2 separate regions of the Macaca mulatta genome follow, and region 2 is linked to region 1. Evidence: chromatin contacts called from public Hi-C data. All regions are on one chromosome and are shown on one strand. Each heading gives the region's core, a stretch centred on a gene start, on an enhancer-like site or on the middle of the called end of the contact. The rest is flanking DNA. Distances are from core to core; before and after follow the strand shown. Region 1 holds the start of CDH24 (cadherin 24). Region 2 holds the start of RNF212B (ring finger protein 212B).

The links. A called contact is a pair of places that touch in the nucleus more often than the background predicts.
Region 2: a Hi-C map of fetal cortex germinal zone shows a contact between it and region 1, with 2.2 times the contacts expected there. The contact joins the promoter of RNF212B here to the promoter of CDH24 in region 1. A contact is called at or near these places in 4 of 14 Hi-C or Micro-C datasets (CD4 T cells, blood, fetal cortex germinal zone and 1 more).

What each region holds. Positions count from the first base shown.
Region 1 is chr7:96,149,601-96,153,264 of T2T-MMU8v2.0, reverse strand. It overlaps CDH24 (cadherin 24), which reads left to right and starts at 1,973. Exons shown (of 14, transcript XR_013396104.1): 1 at 1,973-2,109; 2 at 3,429-3,480; 3 at 3,655-3,664. It overlaps ACIN1 (apoptotic chromatin condensation inducer 1), which reads left to right. Exons shown (of 17, transcript XM_077940685.1): 17 at 46-952. The coding sequence ends at 372. It also overlaps LOC114679672.
Region 2 is chr7:96,280,808-96,284,216 of T2T-MMU8v2.0, reverse strand. RNF212B (ring finger protein 212B) reads right to left here and starts at 1,955. Exons shown (of 16, transcript XM_077940715.1): 1 at 1,807-1,955.

The sequences.
Region 1 (3,664 bases), core at 724-3,223:
CCAGGACTGAGCTGCCTACTCTGTGCCTTTCCTACCTGGCTGCAGATCGTTCAGAAGGAGGCAGAGCGGGCCGAACGGGCCAAGGAGCGGGAGAAGCGGCGAAAGGAGCAAGAAGAAGAAGAGCAAAAGGAGCGGGAGAAGGAAGCCGAGCGTGAACGGAACCGGCAGCTGGAGCGAGAGAAACGTCGGGAGCACAGTCGGGAGAGGGACAGGGAGAGAGAGAGAGAAAGAGAGCGGGACAGGGGGGACCGAGATCGGGATAGGGAAAGGGACCGAGAACGAGGCAGAGAAAGGGATCGCAGGGACACCAAGCGGCACAGCAGAAGCCGGAGTCGGAGCACACCTGTGCGGGACCGGGGTGGGCGCCGCTAGCGGGGAAAACACTAGAGCTGCAGGTACCAGCCACTCGGCCCCAGGGGGTTACGGCCACAGAGGGATAGGCACAGTCTCCACCACCCTGGAGCCAAGGGTCTTTCACACCACCTGCCCCTACATACATACCAAATGGAACGGTGGCTATCCTTTCCCCCCAAACACACCCCCTTAACCTATCTCTTGGGACAGCCCTCCCCTCCCTCTCATTTCCCATTAAGTCTGAGAGGCAAGAGCTAGGTTAGGCAAGGAGGCGGTTGGCCAGAGATGGGGAACAGCCAGGTGCCCTAGTCCTCTGATTTTTCCTCCATCCTGCTTACCACCTCCCTGGGTACTTACAGCCTTCTCTTGGGAACAGCCGGGGCCAGGACTGGGTCACCTATGAGCTGAATCAGCATCTCCTCCTGAGTCCCAGGGCCCCTGCAGTTCCCAGTCTCTTCTGTCCTGCAGCCCTTGTCTCTTTCCCACAGGTTCCACTTTATATCCACCTTTTCCTTTTGTTCAATTTTTATTTTTATTTTTTTTATTATTAAATGATGTGGTCTATGGAAAAAAAATAAAAATCTGACTTAGTTTTAAACTGTGTGAGTGGCTTTCGTTGGGCAGGTTAAGCCACACTGTGGATATCTGTAGCCTGGAGTAGGAGTTGCTCCCATACCATGTGTTCCTTTAGGCTGACTGCCTCCTGCTTACTGAAACAGGAACTTCCCACTGTCTTCCATCCCCTGCCTTGGCCCTGACCAGCCCAAAGCTGTGGACCTTCCTCATTTGGGAAGGCCCCACTGGGAAATGGGGCAACCTGTGTCCGTGGCGGCACCCCAGCAGGGCTAGGAGGGTGGGTTCTCCTCTGGTTCATGGTCCTGTGCACGGTTAAATCAGGGATTTGATCACCTGCCTGCCACCTTGGTGTTTCCCACAACTGCCGCCAGGGGGCAGCAGCTCCTCGCTCTGTTGGCCCCGGTAACCGAGCTTCCCAAAAAGGGCTCTACTGCCCGCCTCCGCCCTCCCGCCGATGTCGTGCTTCTGTCCCCGAACCGCTCCCTGGGCCCGGGCCTCGGACTCTCTGGACCCTTGCCGTCCTTAAGTGTCCCCCAGCTGACCTGCTACCGTGCTCTCCACGGGCTCTCAAAACGCCACCGCCTTGCAGATGGAATCCCCATCAGTCCCAAAAGCCAGACAGGAACCGGGAGCCCGGAGCCCGGAGCCGGGTCTCTCCGCAGTGGGCTCGGAATTCCCCACCTCACAGTGCGCTCACCCGTTGTCCGCTGCGGGCGGCAGGCTGGCAGCTTCGCGTTCCCGGGTGCACCCGCCCCGCCAGCTCTTCGGAAATGGCCGGGCGCCGTGGCCTGGACGTCCTCCCGCCCGAGTGCTCTGCCGGGCGCTGCGGGCCCAGTCCGGGAGGGGCGCCACATCTGTATGCGCCCCGCAGCCCAGGAGCGCCGAGGGGGCGGACGCGCGGCGCCGCCTCCGCCCCCGCCGCGCGGGCCCGGCTGGCCGGGGAGGGTCGGAGGCTGGGCTCTTCTCTCCCGCGCGGCGCGGAGCCGCCTCGTTTCTCCGCAGGCGGAGCCTCCTTCCCCCGCCCCCTCCGTCTCGCTCCCTTGTTCTCGCCGGGGCCGCTCAGACCTGCAGCGGAGCCGCGGCGCCCGCTCCAATCGGCTCGGGGCTGCGCCCCCGGGACCGGGCGACGGGGGCGGGCGGGGGTGCTTCCCGCCGGCCTGGGCCCCTCGGCAGTGCCAGGTAAGGGCGCCTGCCCCGGAGCAGGGGTCGGGAATCCGCGGAGGGGCAGCAGGGGGCCCGCAGCCAGGGGGTCTTCGGAGGGGTGCGCTCCGTGGCTGGGAACCCGCTGCCTACTCCCTTCTCCCGCGCTCTGCCTCTTTCCCTTCTCCCCTCGCACCTCTCTCCCTCTTTCTTCTCTCGATTTCTCTTCACCCTTCCTTCTCTGCCTGTTTGCCTTCCTTATCCCTTCCCTCTATCTCCCAACCCTTCCCTCACCCTCTTGTCCTTTTTCCATCTCCTCTCCCTCTTTGCCTTTTTCTTTCTCTACCTTTCTCCCCTTTGCTGTCTTTCTCTTTTCTCTTTCTTGCTCTCCTTTCCCTCCCTCTCCTCTCCCCTTCCTGCTATCCTGTTTCCCACTCCTCTATCTCCTTCCTTCTCGCCTCCTCATCCCGCCTTCTCTCTGGTCCCCAGCTTTCCTCCGGCTTCCCCCTTCCCTCGGGAGCAAAGGGACTGTCAGGTGTATGTCTGCTCTGAGGGAGGAGGGGCAGAAGCCACAGCTACCTGAGGGGTCCCCCCACCCACCCCTGGGAGAAAGGACAGCAGTGGGAAGGGTCTCCTCTCTAGCTCCCTTCCCGCGGCCCCTCCCTGCCTCCACCCCTCCTGTCTGCTCCTTCTCCCAGAATTAAGTTCCTGAGGCCTGACTTGACACCCCCGAAGCTGAGAGCTGCCACTGCCTGCCCGGAACTGCCCCGGGTGACCTGTTTCCAAGCCTGGCCCCTAGGACTCCTCTCTACCTTCAGACACCCAGGCTGCTGCCCTGGTCTCTCTCATTCTGTCTCTTGCCACTGTTCTGTTTCTGTCTCTCATCCAGTCATTTCTGTCTCTGCTGGACAGTCCCTGAGTCAGTCTAGCTGTCAGTCATGCTGTATCTCTAGCCTCTGGGTCGGCCTCCCTCCCCGGTCACCTCCCCCTGTCCCCCACCCTGTATCCTCTTCCTTCAGCTCTGGCTCCCAACTCCTGTCTCATGAGCCCAGTCCCCCTTCAAGGACTGCACTGGCAGTGTGGGCTGGAGACAGGGCCTAGAGAAGTGGGGCTCCCCCTTGTGGGAGGGACTTTCTCCCACTCTCAACCCCACCTGAGGCTGCTCTCCTTGTCATCTCATCCTGACCCTAGACACCTTAAGGCCACACCTCCATGAATCCCAACTCTGTAATTTTAAGCCCTTTCTCTGGTAGCCCCGCCTCCTCCAATACCTGGCTACATGCCCAACCTGGGAGGACAGAGACCAGATTTGGGATTCCAAGCCCTCCCAGCATCCCCTCTGCTGTGTTCCTCCCCAGTTCTCTACTCGGAGTTGACTGACCAGAGATTTATCAGCTTGGAGAGCTGGAGGTGAATACATGCAGAGCCTGGGTAGAGGAAAGATCAGCCTCTCTGCTCTGTGTGTTAGTCTGAGTTCTGGGCAGTGGAGTGTCTCGTTCCTTGGAGGTCTGGTCTTCAGCATCTAATTCTGGGGGGAGGAGGGCTAGGGGTTTCCTTGAGCCTGAGCAGCTGCTTGTCCTGCAGGTGTGGATCC
Region 2 (3,409 bases), core at 706-3,205, 130 kb before region 1:
GAGCAGGTAAGTGTTAGCATCAAGGTGAGTCTCTAAAAGGCACAGTTAAGACACCAAAGCAAAAACACAGAGTTTCCCTCAGGTGAAAGAAGTTGAGGCTTCGACCAGTAGCTATGGCATCCTGAAAAAGCGCACTGTGTAAACTATCGATCTCCCATTTGCCCTTGAATAGACTCTCTTGTCTTTGACCTCAGGTAAAATCTTTCTTTGAGCCTCAGGTTTCTAATTTTTAAAATCTTTAAAATAACTGCCTTGTCTGCCCAAGATACTACATGAGGAGGAAAAAATTGAGATATTGTTCAGAAAACCATTTTTAGGCTATAAAACACTATTTAAATGTAGAGAATAGAATAAAAATATAAAGTCAAATGCAGAATAGAGTAATCCCAGCACTTTGGGAGGCCGAGGCGGGTGGATTACGAGTTTAGGAGTCCAAGATGAACCTAACCAACGTAGTGAAACCTAAAAACACAAAAATTAGCCAGGAGTGGTGGTAGGCGCCTGTAATCCCAGCTACTCAGGAGGCTGAGGCAGGCGAATCACTTGAACCCAGGAGCCAGAGGTCGCAGTGAGCCGAGAGCCGAGATCGCACCACTGCACTCCAGCCTGGGTGACAGAGTGAGACTCCGTTTCAAAAACAAAAAACAAAAAACAGTGTTCAAAATCAAATAAACATTAGTTTGTAATTTTTTACAGATTTTTGTCAACATATTACACCAAGGCTTTTCTTTCTGCCTTGTGTTCAATGTTAGTCACATGGAATTTTGATACACTTAAGAGTTTATGTCACAAAAAGATTCCAACCTCAAGAGTGGTACTTAACATAAATAATGATCCCTTGGAAAGTGGGGAGATTCCTTTCCTAGCTTTGTTTGTTTGTTTTGGTTTTGGTTTTTTTTGAGATGGAGTCTCACTCTGTAGGCCAGGCTAGAGTGCAGTGGCGCGTTCTCGACTCACTGCAAGCCCCGCCTCCCGGGTTCACGCCATTCTCCTGCATCAGCCTCCAAAGTAGCTGGGACTACAGGCACCCGCCACCACGCCCGGCTAATTTTTTTGTATTTTTAGTAGAGACGGGGTTTCACCGTGTTAGCCAGGATGGTCTCGATCTCCTGACCTCGTGATCCGCCCGCCTTGGCCTCCCAAAGTGCTGGGATTACAGGCCTGAGCCACCGAGCCCGGCCTGGTTTGGTTTTTCTAAAGACAGGGTCTCACTTTGCCACCCAGGCTGGAGTGCAGTGGTTCGATCTTGGCTTATTGCAGCCTCAACCTCCCGGGCTCACACGATCCTCCCACCTCAGCCTCCTGAGTAGCTGGGACTACAGGCGTGAGCCATCACACCCAGCTAATTTTTGTATTTTTTGTAGAGATGGGGTTTCACCATATTGCCCAGGCTGGTCTTGAACTCCTGAGCTCAAGCACTGCACCTGCCTTGGCCTCCCAAAGTGCTGGAATTACAGGCATGAGCCACCATGCCCAGCCCCTTTCCTAAATATTACATTGCACCAGTAATAGATGGTAATAAGCCACTTATAAATTCCAAATGCTAAAGAAATAGAAATACTAATCTTCAGCAACTCTTCCTTTTCAACGTGTGCACCTAGTACCACTGTATTCCAAGAATGTATTTGATCCCATAACCCCCTAAACTTCTTAGTTCATAATTTGAGAAGGCTAAAGCTTACCTTATTGTTATCAGTTTACACTGGTTTTAGCAAGAGACCTCAAATTCATCACATTCATGTTTTATCCCACATTAAGTCTGCATCATATAAATTACAACTACCAAACATTACTGAAGGACCTCACGTTTGAGAAGCATTATTTGTTTTATACGATGATGTTGAAATCTGAGCAGAAGTCTTCAAAGCTGAATGCTTACAAATGAATCCACCAGATTTTCCCTCAGTGCTTTCTAAGGTTGTCAGGAAAGGCTAGAGGCAAATTCAACATTTTTTCATTTCCCATGACTCATTCCCTCCCATGGAGTTTTGTGCTATATATTCCCTGCCTTGTCTGGGATTTTTTGTTTGGTGTTTTTTTTTGGTTTTTTTTTTTTTGCTGAGCCTTTCAATTTGCTGTATCTTGAACTAGCAAAAGGAGGAGAGGAAGTTCCTCCCAACCTTTGAAACCTCTTAATACTTGCTGAGTTATCAAGGGGGCAGATGACTGCTGATTGAACTTTACCCCATTTGAAAAAGGTTTTGCTACGATAGCTCAACCAACCTCATTTTAAGGAATTAAGTATTTATTTTCCTTAAAACCCAAAATCTTTTGGAACATTTTCCAGAAAGTGAGGCCAAATTTCTGTAGTTAGAGGTCAGTTTGGGGGAACTTTATTTTTTAGGCCCACTTTAAAATTAAATAATTTTGCATAATATATTTAATAAGGCTAAAATTAACTTTATTTTAGACTTATAGTGTTGTCCACTATATTGCTTTATACTGTTTTTTTGAAATACTTTACAATTATGAATAGACATTGTTGCTCTCACCTTAAGGCAGCAGTTTCTGAGTGAAATTCTTCAGGGAAGTAGAGGCATAATTTCAATATGGTAATAAGATAGTTATTCTAACATCAATAAGTCTGTTTCATGATCAGCGATGTACTCATAATTCCCCATGTGTGCTTTTCAAATAGTTTATAGCGCAAAAATATTAGAAGTTGCAGAACCGCAGTTTGAGTCATTTTTTTTTAATGTTTCAGCCAGCCCTAAATAAGAGCTGTGAACAAGGCTACCTGGTGATTTTGTTTTTTATCTTTTTGTATGTGCATGTGGTTTTTCTGGCTTTTTGTTTTGTTTTGTTTTGTTTTTGAGACAGGGTCTTGCTCTACCTCCCAGGCTGGAGTGCAGTAGCCTCATCACAGCTCACTGCAGCCTTGACCTCCTGAGCTCAAGCAATCCTCCAGCCTCAGCCTCCTGAGTAGCTAAGACCACAAGGCCTGCACCACTGCACCCGGCTAATTTTAAAACTTTTAGTAGATGGGGTATGGCTCTGTTGCACAGGGTCTCAAACTCCTGGGCTCACATGATCCTTCCCCCCTCAGCCTCCCAAAGCGCTGGGATTACAGGCGTCAGCCACCGCTCCTGGCGATTTTGTTTATTCTGTACTCTTAGTAGCTAACAATTACACTAAAAGAACCTTTTTCCCATTGTTAATTCCTTCCATTTCCCTCCCCCACCCGTCGATTCCGCCTGTTTTTAGGAAACTCGAAGATGTCTCTTCAACGTTCTCTCCTGTATTCTCAAATGATCTAGTCCTAAATATTTTAACACATTTGGCTAGTTTATTTCTGATGGCATTAAAAGTATCTGCACAACTGTTCCCTTATTTATAAAGCTCACAGATGCTGTATGACCTGTAACATTATACTAGCTAATGAGCTCTCCCGGAACAGTTGACGTGGAAG